3 separate regions of the Callithrix jacchus genome follow, and regions 2 and 3 are each linked to region 1. The links are chromatin contacts, called in public Hi-C maps. All regions are on one chromosome and are shown on one strand. The core of a region is the stretch at or near the end of the contact, and the rest is flanking DNA. Distances in the headings are between cores, read along the strand shown. Region 1 has its middle 31 kb from the start of BCL10. Region 2 holds the start of DDAH1 (dimethylarginine dimethylaminohydrolase 1). Region 3 overlaps ZNHIT6 (zinc finger HIT-type containing 6).

What was found. Hi-C and Micro-C count contacts between places; a contact is called where the count stands out from the background.
Region 2: a Hi-C map of skeletal muscle shows a contact between it and region 1, with 6 times the contacts expected there. The contact joins the promoter of DDAH1 here to the enhancer-like site in region 1. A contact is called at or near these places in 2 of 3 Hi-C or Micro-C datasets (induced pluripotent stem cells and skeletal muscle).
Region 3: a contact with region 1 is called in a Hi-C map of induced pluripotent stem cells, with 2.2 times the contacts expected there. The contact joins two enhancer-like sites. A contact is called at or near these places in 3 of 3 Hi-C or Micro-C datasets (induced pluripotent stem cells and skeletal muscle).

Annotation. Positions count from the first base shown.
Region 1 is chr7:122,542,479-122,545,876 of calJac240_pri, forward strand. No RefSeq gene overlaps it. Among named protein-coding and RNA genes, the nearest start is that of BCL10, 31 kb to the left of the region's middle. Within about 2 kb of position 1,498, at least 4 of the 16 cell types and tissues checked have an H3K27ac peak or open chromatin away from gene starts, as enhancers often do. A contact at or near this core is called in skeletal muscle, where this site is marked.
Region 2 is chr7:122,821,770-122,825,250 of calJac240_pri, forward strand. DDAH1 (dimethylarginine dimethylaminohydrolase 1) reads right to left here and starts at 2,064. Exons shown (of 9, transcript XM_078332352.1): 1 at 1,684-2,064.
Region 3 is chr7:122,935,114-122,938,634 of calJac240_pri, forward strand. The region is part of intron 5 of ZNHIT6 (zinc finger HIT-type containing 6); the gene reads right to left. Among named protein-coding and RNA genes, the nearest start is that of ZNHIT6, 9.5 kb to the right of the region's middle. Within about 2 kb of position 1,853, at least 2 of the 16 cell types and tissues checked have an H3K27ac peak or open chromatin away from gene starts, as enhancers often do.

The DNA of each region.
Region 1 (3,398 bases), core at 248-2,747:
AGATGTGGAGCTTCTGCCTCCTTGAGCTGTGAGTGGGGAGGAAGGCTGTGGGTTTTGGGTCAAATGTCACTGACTCATTGATCTTAACCAAGTTTTAATAGATTTTTTTGAATAGATGTTTTTTTCATTTGCTATATACATTTATGACCATTCCCAGAGACTTTATTTTTAAAAAAATAATTTTCACTAGTTTCATGTGGGAGTGAATTCATAGAGCTCCTCGTGCTACCATATTGATGTTGTAACCCTTATTACTGTCATTTCGTAGATGCTGTGATTTGAATGTGTCCTTCAAAGCTTCAAGCATTGGAAACTAAATTGTTAAAACAACAGCGCGGGGAAGTGAGGTCTAAGAAGTGATTGGGTCATGAGGGCAGTGCCTTCACAAATGCATTAATGTCATTGTCACAGAAGTGGGTTAGTTATCACGGGAGTGGGTAGTTACAAGGTGAGCCGTGTCCCTGGTGCCTCTGTCTTGTGCAATTGCTTCTGCCTTCCACCATGGGATGATTCTTGTTACATGCTGGTAACATGCTCTCGGACTTCCCAGCTCCAAAACTGAGAGCCAAATGAACTTCTGTTGTTTATAATTTACCCAGTGTGTGGTATTCTGTTATACCCACAGAAAATGAACTAGAGCACTAGATGAGGGCAATGTTCATTTATTTGGGAGACTAGGGCTGGTACAGTGGAAACAAAAGTCACCTAAAATCAGGACTTAGTAATAGATTCCAGGGTGGGAAAGGAATATCTTATATAGATATTACCTATATCGGATGTTACTGGATAGAACGACCACTTCTGCATATGGTCCTTCAAACTCTACTTGAACGCCCCCAGGAAAGGGGAATTCACTACTATTAGTTTAGAGTATTATTCCCATAAGCAATGTGACCAAGTAAAACCGAAACAGCTGTGCCTGCCAAGACGAGCAGGATGTACACACAAAAGGGAAACAGAAAAGAGGTGCCTCAGGATCCTAAACAACTTTATGTTACCAGCAGCTCACGGGCTTGCTACAGAAAGGAACTAGCTGTTTTGGGATACCAGGTGCCCAAGAGACTGCTCTAATTTTAGAAATAACGCAGTGCTTACTAAAGAGGTCCAGGACTCACGGGTCTGAAATACAATATTCTTTCACCCTCAGGCTACGCATACTCATGTTCTGTTGTTGATTCTGCTCCAATTATTTTCTGATTTTGAGGGAAGGAGGACCAGACCGCAGAACCGGCATGTGCCTGAGGAATCTGCCAAGAATTATTAAGTGATAACTTAAAGAATAAATTATTTAAATGTACAGAGAGTTGTAAATTTACAGAGTTGGGGATAGCCACTGCCTGCTGGGCTAAGAGCTCATTTTCACAGTGGCCTTGAGCTGATATCCTCTGCCTCTCTGAATCCATCCTCTGCCAGGTCTCAGCCCTAGGAGGCTGACCTCTGCTGGAGGCATCCCCTGAGTCCCAACTGCATCTTGTGGTTGTGTTCAGCCAATGGGGAGCACCAGCAGATCAGAGTGAGGAGAGAAAGAGGTCAAGGTGCTGCTTCTCTGCTCTCTGGCTGGGTCTGTGACCCTGACTTCTCTGTCCTATAGTTTGCAGCACAATTTTCTGTCCTTGTCCTGCTGGGCCTAGAAGTGCTGCTGACATCTGGTTTCTGGGTGGCTCACCACCCCATTTTTACCCTTAACACTCATATGTCTGAAACAGAGCTTCATTAGGATCATCTCTTTATTTGAACCAAGTGGGAATAAATTCTATTTCCTAACAGACTCCTTGTTACTATTATATCTTGCCCTGCTAACAACATTCCTTCTGTCTCTCCCAATTATTATCAAGCCTGGAAAGAAGCACACCCCATGTTACTGTCTTAGCATTAACTCTAGGGGACCTCATACCCTCATCCAGGTCCCCTGTAAAAAAAAAAAAAATGACTTTGCTTACATCCCCTGGAATTTTAAGCCTCTGTGGACCTGTGAATCAGTGTTTGTTCAACAAGCTTCTTTTACACAGTTAGACTGTTGCCTGGTATCAGAACTTGTTTGGTTCCTGAGCTTTTCCTGCATCTGTGTGAAATATGTGGTCTTTGTACCCTGGTGGGATAGAGGAACATTTCAACCTACAGCATATAGGATATAGGATCCTAGTTTAATTTTGAACGGTCATCCCCTGAGTTCTTGCTCCAAAGCCCTAGCTAATAAATAATCTTTTTGTCCATGAGCAGGAACTTAAAGATTGTTTTTAAAGTGAGAAATGGGGAGATACCAGTCAAAGGGTACAAAGTTTCAGTTATTCAAGATGAATAAAGGCTGGAGGTCAAATGTATTGCAATGTGACTATAGTTAACAATACTCTATTGCATACTTGAAATTTGCTAAAAGGAAAGATTTTTAAATGTTTGTTCTCACCAAAAAAGAAAAAAGTGATAACTGTGTTAGGTGACGGCTATGTTAACTGACTTGATTGCGGTGATTATTCACAATGTCTAGCCAAGCATCAAGTTGTACACCTTAAGTACCATTTTTATTTGTCAATTAGACTTCAGTAAAGCTGGGGAAGCAAGCTACCTCCTTAGGCCTGCATTAATTTCCTCAAGCTCTTTCTCAGTATTTATAGCCAAATGATTAAACTTTCTATTTATAAATAGAGGGGGGCCTCCCAAGACCTAGAGACCCGTCGTTGCTTTTAGGCATTCATGTCACACGCCAGCCCAGGCAGTATTTTACCAAGTTCATACTTGCTTGAATCTTTTATTTATTTATAGTGACAGTAACATATTTGGCACTTGCACGTCCTCCTAAAAGCCTGATAACCCGTTATCTTGTGCTATAAGTGGCCTAGCTTTCACTAAGTTAGAAATGAGGGTTGGCGGGGAAGGGAGATGGGGAACATTCCTGTTAGCCAACAGTTTCCTAATGCAAGTATGTCTGTGGTGCAGCCACATCGCCTACCAAGGAAACCTGTGAATTCACCACGGAAGTTGTCAGGCCAGCTTAGAGGCATCCGTGAAAAATCCTGAGTTATTTCTGGAATAGGTGATTGATGTTTCAGATGGAAGATGACATTTTGATGGAATCTAAGCTTGCTGTGATCAGAGTTAATAGGGATAATGATGATGATAATGATATTGACATTACCTCTTTCTTCCAAAGAACCCTTCAGTTCTTTTATCTCATTTGCCTTGAAAATGTCCCTTCGGAGTTGGGAGGGGAATGTGTTATTAATCTGTTCTTCAGGAAAGAAAATATAATGAGACTTAATTGCCAGGCTTTCAGGCTCCATTTTGGTAGTAAGAAGAGATATTTAAATAACAAATTAAACTTGGAGAAATTAAACTTGGAGAAACACCAGTCTTTCTCAGTTCCCATCGATCCTCTATAATGCTGCCAGATCAAGCTCCAA
Region 2 (3,481 bases), core at 814-3,313, 280 kb after region 1:
CCATGTGAACCATATATAATGTGTTAATTTCTGTCATTATTAGAGGGATGACATGAGATTTGGCTCTGAAAGGAGCTGCTCTGGCTTTACTACTTGCTGCCTCCTTTCCCAGTTTACTGAGAAACAGGCAAGGTCCCGAGAGGATGAGCAGTACCCCTAAGTCCACAGGCTACTGATGGCAGAGCCAGGGCTTCCTATCCAGGGCTCCCCACACGCGGAACTTCTCGAGGAGGAAGAGGGGAAGGGGTCGTGGGAGGCCAGGAGAAACCCAGAGCCAGCTCTAGCATGTGTCCCTTCTGGGGATAATGGAATCCAGGCCCTTCGGGGCTTTTCCCCAGAGTCGGCTCCACCTCCCGCTCTCGGATGCGCTCGTTGTCCACGCAAATGCCATCTCCGACCCCCACCCCCGCGCCGGGCACACCCTCTAAGTCTGGCACAGCGCGGCAACTCGCTACTCCGCTGGGAGGACGAGTCAACAGGAGGGTGGACGGGAAAAGTGACACAATTGGGCCGCGGCGCGCTCCCCGCCAGCCTCCCACACAGCGCATGGCGGACTTCGGCCCTCAGAGGGGTGAGGACCGGGGGCCCAACCACCCGGGTCTCCCCCGCCGCCCGCAAGGCTCCGGGCCCCTCGCGGCGGGAGGCCTGGGCGCGGGCGGCCGCCGCAAGGCTGTCCGGCCCGGTCGCAGGGCCACCGCCGCCGCCACCGTCCCCCAAAGCTAGATGACGGAGTCTTGAAAGACTTTCACCAAATATGGGCCGGGGCTGGAAACGTCCTGCGCCGCGCGCCGCCGGAAACCTCGAGTCCTGGCAACCGTGGTGACTGCGGCGCGCGGGCGGGGTGGCCGGCAGGGGGCGGCGGCGGCGGCCAGGCAGGCGCGTCCGGTTGCCTCGGGTCCCGCGCCCGCCCGCCGTGAGGACCCTGCCCGCTGCCTCCGCAGGGGCGCCGGAGCCCGCCCTCTCCGCGCGTAGGCCACCCAGTTCTTGCCGCCGCCACCAGGCTAGGACCCTGGCTTCCTCTGGGAATGGGGGCGGAGAAAAGGTGGAGAAGAGAAATGGGATGGTGCGGGGGGGAGGGGGGGTCGGCGACACCTTAAAGCTGGTCTTTTGCAGACACCGTTAAGTTGTTCCGTTCATTAAGGTGGCTATAAAGAGTGGAGTTGTGACATTGGGTGTGCGGGCGAGTATCTTTGAGACACACACCCCTACTACACCCACTCCGGTCGTCCACGGCAGTGGTTCTCAGGGTGTGATCTCCGGACCAGCAGCATCACCACCACCTGGGGACTTGTTAGAAAAGTAATCAGAAACTCTGCGGTGGGACCCAGGAATCATTAACTAGTTCTCCAGGTGATTCTGATGCACGCTGGTCTGAGAGCCTTCCTAGGGCTAGGAAACCAGAGTCGCCAGATTTACCGTTATTACTCTCGGTTGCCGCCAGACAGTGAGCCCTTCATTAGGTAACCTAAAATTCCCTGGCAGCAGCGGGCGAGACGTCCCCATCGCTCAGCCCGAAGCCAGGAGCTGCAGAAGACAAGTAGCCCCTTCTCCGTGGATTGCAACCCAAGGCAGCCCATGGAAACAAGGCAGCCCGTTATTTCCTGCCTGGGCACCCGTATGGGGAGGGTGAGGGAGAAACTAGCAAAAGAGCCATACAGAATTAGTACCCGAAGCAACACTTACCCATAAACATTTGCACATTTGGCCTCCTGTCCGTCAACTAGGACTGATCTGCAGCTCCCATCAGAGGCGGTGAGAAGACGACCAGAGGCTGGGGTTTCTGGACGGTCCTTGGGCAGGACTCGAGGAGCTGCTGTTTCTCTTGCCTAATGTCGTCAATTACTAGCAGGCGCACCAGCACATGGTATATGGAGAGGCTGTGCACATAGGTTACTCTAGTATCTCCCGCTCCCACACCTCCTGGCCCTGTTGCTCCAGCTTCCCACCCCCCTCCCACAACACACCCCCTGCTTGAAATGGGCAGCTGACGGTAAGGTTCTCTAAATTTCTCCTTTGGGGGAAACTCATCCTCAAGATTACCCGTTGAAGTCCAGAAACAAACCCACACACCCTTGTTAGAAAACTTTAATGTGATTTTAAAGGAATCTCTGGAATGGCTGTGTTTGAACGCAGTGCGGCAGACTGGATCTCTGCCGTCCCCCATCCCCAACCTCCAATTAAGGTATATACCGCCAGTTGGATGATCCACTGTGCTTTTATTCTAAATCATGATAGACAGATTGCATGAAAAACAAGGAATTCCAAAGAATTTCCTGCTCTGGGAAGAGAAGTTAAATCTATATTTAACAACATTTGAAGTTGTCAAGAATGCTTTGTGGTTGGATAACAGAGGCAGAAAAATGTTAAAAACGCAGGCTACTGCTATACCCAAATATGGGAATATTGTTACGTCTGCTGTCTGATTCACCATCTGGAAATACTTACAACCATGAAGTCAAATAGAAAAGACGCCACAACAGAAGCTAGGAACCCTCCTCTCCATTCTCTCTCTACCATCTCCCTCTGTTCACCCCTTACTGTGGCTACACCCCTCCTCCCCCGCCCCACCCCAGACACTTCATTAAGAAGGAAACAATAATGAAATGCTAAGGCAGGAAAAGCAATGTTGTGTAAATAATAATTGATGTATTAACCTGTGTTCATGTTGGGCCCAGACTTTCCTCACTTGATTTGCATGACACCTGACAATCCATTGTCTTGAAAAGTCTCTCACCCCTAACCCTCCAATAGAGCTTCCCACTCCCTCTAGCAAATGCTGCTTTCAGTTATGAAAGGGCACTTTTGAATGAATAAAACTGAACTCTTTCCTGCAAGAGTTCTCTTCATTGGAGTGTGTTTTCATCATGATAGCTTCTCATTGTGCTTATCAGAAAAGTCAGCATTGGCACTAAAGGCCCTTTTAAGCAAGACTGCTAAATGAAGAAGTGTGAACAGCCCTAAACATTAAAAAGGATAAGTAGTCATCCTAGAGCATATGACTCTCACATGATAATTTTTATTAAAATTACAATTTATTAAAATTAGAGATAGTTTTTGAAACTTGTAGGGAAAGTTTATCAATCACACTAATGGGATTGGTAACATTCAAGTACATTGTCCCATGGTGGGGGCTTCTCCTGAGTATGTTGCAGGTAAAACAGGATCTTATAATCTGCTGACATTTTTACTACAGAGTATTACCTACTACATCTCATTGCAATTCATTTAAAATGGGAGGCTTCCAGTGGTCCCTAGGAAAGGACTTAAAAACCCCACAAAACTTCCAGCTTGAAGGCGTCTGCTTTCCCCAGAGATTCATAGGGCATAATGTACTGGAATCTGGTTTGGCCTTGCGGTCTTTGCAGGTGATTTCAGCCCAAAGCACTCCAAATGCAGGGTGGTCCCCTGCATTTCTGGCTGGCTGCTTGGTTAGCACAGCCTCCGGTCCGCGGAGGGAGGTTGGAAGGGCTTACCCTGTCTC
Region 3 (3,521 bases), core at 603-3,102, 390 kb after region 1:
ATTTTTGTAGGCTAAATTCCTTGAGCACTTATTTGTAACATTTTAAGATGTAATAATTTTACGTAACAAAATAACATTCTGGGAAACATTACCAAATTGCCTTCTAAAATGACTGTACCAATTTAACTCTCAAGAACAATGGAACAGGAAAATGGCCTGGTTAACCCATACCTTCCTTACATTAGATATTATGAATATGTTTGCCAGCCAAATACTGTGCATGTATATGTATCTTTCTATGACCATCTATTTCTATCCTCTGCGCCCCCCCCCTCCTAATTAGTTGCTAGTCTTTTTTTCTTACTAATGCATAAGCCTTCTGTGACATATATGTTAAAGACTTTTTTGGTCCAGTCTTTTCACTTTATTATGGTCTTGTTTTGCCATGTAAATTTAGTTATTCTTTTCCTTTTGGCTTCTGGATGGGATGTTTCTTCTCTTCAAGATTATGAAAATATTCTAGTATTCTTATATCATTTTAAGATTCTGATCCACCTGAATATTATTTAGTAAAAGATTCAACATTTCCTCTCAAATGCAAGCTGTTCTAACTCTATTTATTAAATAAGTAATTATTTGTATTAATTTGAAATGATACCTTGATCATCTACCAGAGAACCAAATATATGGTTTATTTTCTATGATCTAGTAACAGATTTCTAGGCCAATACCATAAAACTACTATAACTTCATAAATTTTGATGAGTCCAGCCTCATAATTTTTCTTTTTTCAGATTTTTCCAGGTACCTCTGCCATGTTATTCTTCAAAATAAACTTCAGTTATTTATGAACTATCTTCTTAATAAATAACAAAGAAAATCTCATTGATATTCTGATTAGGATCGCATCAGACTTAAAAGATCACTTAATAAACAATATTGAGTTTTTAAAGAACACGGCACTTTTTCCCATTTATTCACATCTTTTAAGTCATTCAGGAGAATTTACATTTTCTTCATATAGATCTTTCATATTTCTTTCAACAGGTTTGATTAGCACTGGGTGAAAATGAACATAAAGTTATAGACCCTACAAAGAGTTGTGGTAAAGGAATTACCTCTGAAAAAGCCACTATTTTAAAGTAGTTTGGGATCTGCTCCAAAATAAGCAGAAGAGCCAACATTTCCTTATCAAGCTCCTCTATTTTTAACAGAGAATGTCAACCTTGCTTTGGATCAACTTACATAAGCCTCCCTGAACTTAACTTTATTGATTACAGCTACCTACTATGATACTCCTACAAATTCATTAGTCCTCTAAAATTCATTCCCATTGCATACATTTTTGACTTCACCTCACTTTGACTATTCAGTGAAAATTACAGTTCTTATTCTTAGAAAAATTCACACAATTTCACATGTAATTTGAAGAGACTCAGTCATACTGGTGAAAATGCCTGCCATAAAACGTGCTTGGATTAGAACGAACCTATTCCAGCCAGCTGCTACAATCACCTGCTGACAGTTCTACAGAGTAATTCAGGTACAGTGGCACATTCATCACACTTCATATGTTGGCTTTCAAATTTAAAACTTTTTTTAAAAAATAAATGTAGACTTTACAGAAAAGTTATGAAAACAGTACAAAAGTCTTTAATCAGATTCCTCAAAAGTTAAAACATTTAAATTGTAAACAACATGAACTTGAGATTTTGAATATATTGCAGCTCAGGTTGCTTAAACAAGCAATCAATTTAACACCTAGGGAGTATTAGTAATAGTCTTAGTACAAGACCAACTTCTCATATCAACAATTCCAAAATCTCCAAAACTGAAAGATTTTTAACTCCTTTAGCAGCAAAACCTGAGTCAGTCTACAGTCATTATTTACCCATTATAAGGTAAACATTTACAGGTTTCACTGCACAAATAGTACTGTCTGATTACACAGTGTTGTCCCAGACCTATGGGGGTGAATGGAATACACAGTAAATGTGGCATATTCCTAAGGATTTCAGTGAAGGGAATGTAAATCTTCAATGTCACTGTATATTATTTACTATGTGCCAAGTACTACTTTAGTTATTATTAATATTTAATTTAATCCTCTTAATAACTTGGTAAGTCAAATCTTGCCCTAGGTCACCTGATGTAAATCAAACAGTAGAGGCAACATGCAAATTTACATTTACCTGAGTCAAAGCTATAACCAACTTTTGAAAGTTAATAGAAAAAAAGTATTGAAAACAGTCTCTTAGAATACTGGGGACACGGGAGCTGAATAGAATTCTTTGAAAAAATTTAATTTCCTCTCTTCCCTCTTTCCAACAAGTACCATTGCAATCATCTAAAACCTTGCTCATTTTCATGTGCATAGCTGGTAAGACCTAAGTATCTCAAACAAGGTACCTCTAAATGTCTTTTTTTCATTTTTTTCCTCTTAAAGGTAAAATATAAGACACCAGAATCCTGATTCTATCTACATTATATTCATTATCTAGACCAAGAAAAGATTAGAACTATACATTCAATAAGTATGTCTTCTGTATTCATCTAAATCAGCGGTTCTCAAATGGCAGTGATTCTGCCTCCTGCAGTGGACATCTGGCAATGTCTTAACAAGAAATTAAAAATCCAAGAGCTCAACCGCTCTAATAAAACTGCCCACAAAAAAGTTTGATAATATTAAACTAAAGTTAAGGTATAACTAAAACAAGCACTCATACTTTTCTGATGAAAGTACAAAGTGGTAATGTCTTATGGAGACAAAGTGGAGGCCGGGCGCGGTGGCTCACGCCTGTAATCCCAGCACTTTGGGAGGCCGAGGCGGGTGGATCATGAGGTCAAGAGATCGAGACCATCCTGGTCAACATGGTGAAACCCCATCTCTACTAAAAATACAAAAAATTATCTGGGCATGGTGGCGCGTGCCTGTAATCCCAGCTACTCAGGAGGCTGAGCCAGGAGAATTGCCTGAACCCAGGAGGCGGAGGTTGCAGTGAGCCGAGATTGCGCCATTGCACTCCAGCCTGGGTAACAAGAGCAAAACTCTGTCTCAAAAAAAAAAAAGTTTCTCTCAAAAGTTTAAGTACATTGCACTCTTTAATCCAGTAATTATGCTTTCTAGGAATTGATCCTATGGAAAGTCAGGTAAACACACAAAACAATTTGTTCAAGGCTGTTTAGTACAGTGTTATTTATAATAATTAAAAACAGACATAAATTAAAATGTTCACGAATATGGGAATAATTAAATAAAATAGGATATAGTCAAAGGTGGAATATCATACTTAAAAAAATGAGGTGTAGATTTGCATTAGCAAGAAAAGAGGTTCACAATGTATTGTTATATGGAAAATCTAGCTGCAGGAAAAAATGATGTGTATTTCTCAATAAAAATTAATGTTTAACTTGGGCAGAGTCATGTTACTATGTAGTTTTATTTAAGTATTTTATCTTGTGTTTTACTTTTTTAGATGAATAAAAGAGAAAAAACATGATTAGAAGGAAACATTACAAACTTTTATTAGTGGTGACCTCTAGATAGTGGAATTACAGGTGGAATTCTTCCTTTAAACTGT